Regions from separate parts of the Triticum aestivum genome. Here region 1 is linked to region 2. The links are chromatin contacts, called in public Hi-C maps. All regions are on one chromosome and are shown on one strand. The core of a region is the stretch at or near the end of the contact, and the rest is flanking DNA. Distances in the headings are between cores, read along the strand shown.

Evidence for each region. A called contact is a pair of places that touch in the nucleus more often than the background predicts.
Region 1: a contact with region 2 is called in a Hi-C map of leaf, with 6 times the contacts expected there. The contact joins the enhancer-like site here to the promoter of LOC123070065 in region 2. A contact is called at or near these places in 4 of 5 Hi-C or Micro-C datasets (leaf, root and an unstated tissue) and 1 of 1 datasets of contacts at active chromatin or transcription factors (leaf).

The regions. Positions count from the first base shown.
Region 1 is chr3B:402,052,768-402,056,270 of IWGSC CS RefSeq v2.1, forward strand. No RefSeq gene overlaps it. Among protein-coding and RNA genes, the nearest start is that of LOC123065428, 200 kb to the right of the region's middle. Within about 2 kb of position 1,679, at least 6 of the 8 cell types and tissues checked have an H3K27ac peak or open chromatin away from gene starts, as enhancers often do. A contact at or near this core is called in leaf, where this site is marked.
Region 2 is chr3B:401,599,499-401,602,848 of IWGSC CS RefSeq v2.1, forward strand. It overlaps LOC123070065 (transcription factor MYBS3), which reads left to right and starts at 2,032. Exons shown (of 3, transcript XM_044493084.1): 1 at 2,032-2,538; 2 at 2,864-3,060; 3 at 3,153-3,350. The coding sequence starts at 2,172.

The sequences.
Region 1 (3,503 bases), core at 429-2,928, 450 kb after region 2:
TTCTATTTTGTTTTTTCCCTAAAAATAAATTTCGGATTGATGGCGCCCCCTATTTTTTATTTCTTTTTACTTTTTTATTTCTGTTTTGGTTTTTTATCTCAAAATTAATTTCGGATTTCCAAAATATCAAACAATTGCGAGTTCTGAAAAAAAGTAGGAAAATGGTAAACTGTTTGTGAATTTAAAAAATATTCTAAAAATCAAAAAATGTTCATGACTTAAAAAATTGCTCACAAATTATAAACAAATCACGATTTCTAATGATTTCATGAAATAAAAAATGTTCATGATTTTTTTAAATGAGCCAATATTCAAAGCATATTCAGGAATTTAAAAATCATGTCCATCAGCTTTTAGAAAATGTTCACAAAAATTAAAACACATCCGTAAATAATGAACAAAACTAATTGTAGGTTCCATAAAGGTTTTATTAGGAGATCTATATAGCTCGTTTTATGATTTTATTTAGTCCTTCGCGTTGGGTAAAAAAGGGTTTCCGTGTTTTGTACAACGCTGAACCCAACAAAATTGACATAACTTTCTAAGGGTTTGTTTTTGTAAGCTATATTAAAATGACTAAATGTCTATTTTGCTTCCATACACAGTTATGCTTATTTTCATATCACAATAGTGGTTATGGTAAACACCGCTACGCTAAGTCCAGACGAGACACTTTATTTATCAGTATAGCTCAGGCAGGGTCCGTCAATGCAGTTTGCTCAGCCACAAAATATTTTGTTGTGACGCCTTAAAAAATCAAGTCTTGATGAGCATCATATTGTTCTTTTTTGAAATTACATTTTAAAAGTGTCTTATCGCATCATGACATGATTTGTATATACTTTGTGAATTTGATTCATACTTTTTTATATCTACCACACATGTATAACTTGATAGTTTTTTTTCCGTTGCAAGGCACGGGCATTTCCAAAAATGTTCGCTAAATCAAAAAAAGTTCGTCAAATTCAATAACTATTCCACCCAATTTCTAAATATTTTCATCGATTATAGAATGTTTGCCAGTTCAGGAAAATTGCTTAAAAATGTTCACAATTTCTAAAAAATGTTTGTAAATAGCAAAAAATATTCATAAATTGAAAAAATGTTCTTGATTGTAGAAAATGTTCAGAAATTTGTAATAGTATGTTGTTTGCGATTTCAAATATGTGCATGAGTTTAACAAATTGTTCATAATTTCAAAATGTTCATGATTTCGAGAAATTGAGAGAGATATTGTATCTCGGTGATGCAACGAAATGTGATCATGACCATTTGAAATTATGAATTTTTTTCTCCCGTTGCAACGCACGGGCCCTTTTGCTAGTATATATATATATATATATATATATATATATATATATATATATATATATATATATATAGTCCATGATCATCTTTGAGTACAAAATAAAGTAGAATAAATTCTACCCTATCCTATATTTCCTAACTAAACATTAAACGAGCCTCGGCGAGACCCTCGATCGACGCGGCATGTGCGCCGGCACTGTCGTCCGTCATCTAGCTCTGGATGGAGAACGGTACAAGAGGACAGGACTAGCTTTGCCATGGCGTTGGCCGAGTCACACATTTGTCTGGCATCCGGCACCCGCCCCTGCGCCCTGGGGACGAGGGGGGTATTGGATGCGTGCGAGCTGCTCATGGCGCCTTTTGGCCTACGGCGACGCGTCAGCGACCCCATTTGTCGTGTAGCTTGGCTTGTCGCGCGCGCGCCCACTGGGCCGTGGATCCATGGTCCATTCGTAGCAGCATATCGCTCGTCCATATGCTGATCGAGTGTTGACATTTCCAGGACATGTTGTGGGCTTCATAGCCACATACTGCCCGGAGGCAAAGGCGTAGGGGGGAGGCAAGCCAGATGGATGGATGTTTTCCGCACTCGTGTGGATGCCACACACACACACTAGTCTATCAGTTTCTTCCTGCGGATATGCTTAATTCTTGCCGTGGCTATGAATATCCTCTGGATTTTCAGATCAGACGCCTCGGCTCACTACCCGCCGATATACGGTATTTACTGCGTACGTGTTTCCCGTTGCTTTTTGTCATATCTGAGATGCAATCCTCCATCGATGTACTGTACGTCCTCTACTCTGTCTGGACTCTGAAGCTGGTCCAATCTACTCAACCTCCTTCGAACTGACATGCCTCAGTAATACTCCCTCCATCCCAAAATAAGTGTCTTGAGCTTAATACAAATTTGTACTAGAGCTAGTACAAAGTTGAGACACTTATTTTGGGACGGAGGTGGAGGGAGTAGTAATTAGCGCACCACTAAAAGAAACTAAAACGTAACAATTATAAAATTACATCTTGGTCCGGGTCCAGATAGCAGTTCTGTCAAAAACATACTGTATTCAAGAAGAAAGACGGTATTGGTGCCTTTGTCAAGTTCGATGGGTTTGAGTTTCGCCGTGTGCTGGAAGAGAATGGATTTGTTCCTGATGATGATTTTATTCCCCATATTTGAGATCACCACGATGATGAACCGTACCATGGAGCTAATCATGTACTCCAGGTCCAACGGAGTAGTAAGAATTTTTCGGATGACGATGCCAACAAGAAAGCAGAAAAGGTCACGAACAATGGTGGAAGTGCCTCCCCGGCTAGCACGGTGGACACCTCGGTTCCCATGCAAACTGATGCTGCTATAGCTGTGTCCACTAACCTGCAGGTGTGGCCTAATGCGTTGGCTGCTGGTGAGTCTGCTCTTGTTGCGGCTCAGCGGCAAGCCGCGATCATGCAGCAGCTAGAGCGTGGCCAGAAGCAGGTCCAGCAGCTTGTTTTTTTCTTTTAGTCTAAACACACTCCACTTTATTGATCATTAAACAAATACATAAGAATACAACTTAGGTCTGAAATATTAAGGAGCCACATATGGTGTCTTAAAGAAAGGCCCAAAATATGTTTAGCGAGGTTATGTGCCTCAGTATTTGTCTCTCTTCCTTCAAAGATGAAGGAACATCGAGGTATCTATGTAGACGTAAGGTCGATCTCTTTGATAATACTAGCATGCATACCGCCCGTGCTTCTTAGAATGTCATTCACCACACCTTTGCAGTCGGAGGCAACTTGTACATTTGTTAAAGAAAGGTCTAGAACTAAAGCCAGCGCTTCCCGGCATGCCAACGCCTCCAAGTTAGAGGGATCGGTGACACCGGAGCACTTAATCGCTAAAGCACCCAAATACTTGCCTGTAGAGTCTGCAAATAGCACTAAAGGACCCTTCAGACCATTCACGAGCCATAACACCGTCCACTCAAATTTTAGCTACTCCATCACCCGGCAGGATACATCTTTGGCGTTGAACGTGAGCTACATGGGACTATCCCAACTGTTTTTTCTGTTTCCTTCTATCAATGAATGATACGCAAGCTTTGCGTATTCACGAAAAAAACCTTTTGACAAGACCACTCGTGGCAAAAGGCCCCTGAAATATTTGCTCATGTAAGCCTTTCTGCGTGCGTGCCAAATTGCCCAAAGTG
Region 2 (3,350 bases), core at 782-3,281:
GCTTGCGAGTACATTCAAACGTACTCATTGGCTTGTCCCTGGCTATTTACTTGCCCAGGCCTAGAAGAGCAGGAATACGAAGAAGAGTTCTTTGGTGACGAACATGCGAACTAGGATGCCTTCCCAATCAGAATGCATGTAGGGTTAAGGCAAGCACAGGCCCAATTCATCGACGAGGATTTCCGCTGCAAATGTTTTATTTGATGTTCAACCCTTGAGGCTTTATCTATGTAAGACTTGACCATAATGGTCCTATTTGTGTACGGCGCTATGTAATTGATGTGAACTCTTGATATTCAGTCTGTTGTGTATGGTGAGCATTGATCCTGGGGATCTTGTGCACACACAAACGATGGCTTTGCCTGTTTAAGTCGGGGTCCCCACACAAGACTTCTTCTTTCTAGAATTTCCATTGCTCTTCCTCCCATTCTTTAGTGTAGGGCACTTGTTTCAATAATGTTCTGGGTTTCTGTGTCTGTAACAAACAACTAACTTTAAGCAACTGAATTATGTCCTTCTTCATGGGTGTCGAAGGGGTAGTTGAGTGATCGTTGGTCTTTTGATTGTTGTTGCCATTCATGTGGTTACCACATCCATTGTTGGTATGGTGATCAAGCTTTCTAGCCTATCAAGAATTTAAACTTTGACCTCAAGGTAGCTGGGAGAAATGCTTATTAGATATACATACTCTTGATGAATTGAGAAATGAAGCTTATGAAAGTGCTAGTTTATTTAAAGAGAAGGTTAAGCTTTCACATGATAGGAAATACAGAAATGGGAGTTTCTGTTGGAGATAAGGCCCCCCTTTACAGTTTCCACTTAAAAATGTCTCCATGCAATCTTAAATCTAGGTGGGATAACCCCTAAAAAATTGATGAAGTACACAACTCGGGAGCCATTAGGTTGAAAGGGGGAAAAACTACTCCAATGATAGTGAACATACAACATATAAAACCGCTTGCCGATGTGCAAGAGGAGCTAGAGGCAAAAAAAAAAAATATCACGCCGGGAGAGGCGACTGCGTAACAATCTGTGAGTTCTGATCCCGATCCCTCTGTTTTGTAATCCTGTCTGGAGTGTGTATAGAAGTCTTAGACATAAATTTACAAATATGTTGGAACTGCTACTAATGTTTTTCCAAGCCAAAAAAGGAATTATTTCAGGTAGTACGATAGCTGGTACGAGATTTAACAAAAACTTCAAAATCGGTCATCCTGTGCAAATATTCATCAGTTGAGACGAGAAAGGAATCCTGACCATGAGGTATGGCCTCCCTAGTCTACTAAGCTAAACACTATGTGCCACCTCTAGCTGAACAACACCCGTGGAGAGAGAGTCGCTCGAAACTAAAACCAACACAGTCGAGTGGTGCGAGATCCTGCGTGCAAACATTGGAAGGCATGTGAAAAGAAAGCCATATTGCGAGACTTGATGTAATAGAGGGCGGATGGATGGTTGAGAATTGAGTTTTTGGGTATCAAATTGGTTGAAAAGATTTGAATGAAAGGTGAGATGAGAAGATTTAAGTGAACGGGGAGAATGGTAAGATTGAAAGAGAGTAGAATGATACTCCCTTTGTATCTAAATATAAGTCGTTTAAGAGGGTCAAATTTAAACCGCAAAAACTTCTTATATTTAGATACAGAGGAAGTATGTTGGATTGGGTGTTGCCCTAATAAAAGAAGCATAAAAAAAGATGAAAGAAAAAGAAGAAATAGGAAGTGTTGATTATACAACCTCGTGAGGAAAACATGACGGCGATGGATGTATTTTCCAGGCCCTGCGCTCTAAAAAAAATTCACGTGTACGGTGGCGTATTTGGAACATTCCTAACGAAGTTGACGGTGCAAATTTACGCATCAAAAGATCAAATTACCAGTTAAATCCAAGCAACAAGATCAAGGTGGTTCGAACAATAAGTACTTTTCTACGGTTCCCTGCCCGATAACGCGTCCACATCCACAGCCAAAAGGCCCGAAGTAGAAGCAGCATATTTATAGTGGGTGCAGTGTAAGTTTCCTCCCTAAGCTACCTTTGCTAGCTGCTATAGGCAGTAGCAAGCACCACCCACTGCTGCGGTTGTGGACACACTGGTCTCCACCCATCTCTCCCACCACCCGCACCAAAAGACAGGGCAGTGCGGATCGATTTAGTCGATTTATAGCCACACCATGGCGAGGAAGTGCTCCCACTGTGGCAACTACGGCCACAACTCAAGAACTTGCAGCAGCGCAGGAAAGCAGGGAGAAGTTATGCTCTGCGAAGGAGGCGGCGGCAGCAGCAGCGGCAGTGGGCTGAGGCTCTTCGGGGTGCAGGTCCATGTCGCTGCGGGCCGCAGCACCGGCGCCGGCGCCTCCATGAGGAAGAGCTACAGCATGGACTGCCTGCAGCTAGCGGTGGCCCCTAGCTCCATCGTTTCGCCTTCGTCGTCGTCTTCCTCGTCGGTGCTTCTGTCCATCGACGAGGGCTTGGAGAGGGCTTCCAATGGGTACCTGTCTGACGGTCCTCATGGCAGATTAGTCCAGGAGAGGAAGAAAGGTAATTAATTGCCTAAGATAAACAGAAATACGCAGTTACACTAGTCACTAGTGTCGAACATATGCTAGGCTGGCTATGCTACTGATGATACGTGGGGTGGAAATTCAGACCTTTTTGTACCTGAGTTTGTTTGCATTATGCTAGTCTATCTCATCTTGACCTAACTAATAAAGTCGCATTATCCCTCTAAAAAAAGAAGTTGCATTATTTATCTTCTTCTTCTTCTTCTTCTTCTTCTTCTTCTTCTTCTTCTTCTTCTTACTAAAAGTAGTGGACGACTTGTGGCCTCCTGAGCTGAATGGTCCTTCTGTGAACATGGCTACAGGAGTTCCATGGAGCGAGGAGGAGCACCGGCTATTCCTCGTGGGCCTCGAGAAGCTCGGAAAGGGCGACTGGCGAGGTATCTCCCGGAGCTACGTCACGACTCGAACCCCGACGCAGGTTGCCAGCCACGCGCAGAAGTTCTTCCTGAGGCAGAGCAGCATGGGGAAGAAGAAGCGCCGCTCCAGCCTCTTTGACATGGTACTGGAGTACTACATCTTAACTTGTTAACTATACAAAGGACTGAATTAATGCATGTAAAAGACATGTCAGATTCTGAATATGGTGTGCAGGTACCGATCTGCGAGAACGGCATTCGCGTTTCTGAGCCGCTGACCAACAACAGCGGAGATGCCTCCACCTCTCTGCCGCGGTATAAATCCCCCGACATGGCGTCCATTGATCTCAACTCCACGCAGGAGGATGACATGGCGATGGCGGGCGTTCCACTTTTGTCGGCGTCCCCGAGGGCGCCATTCCCGGCAGTTCTG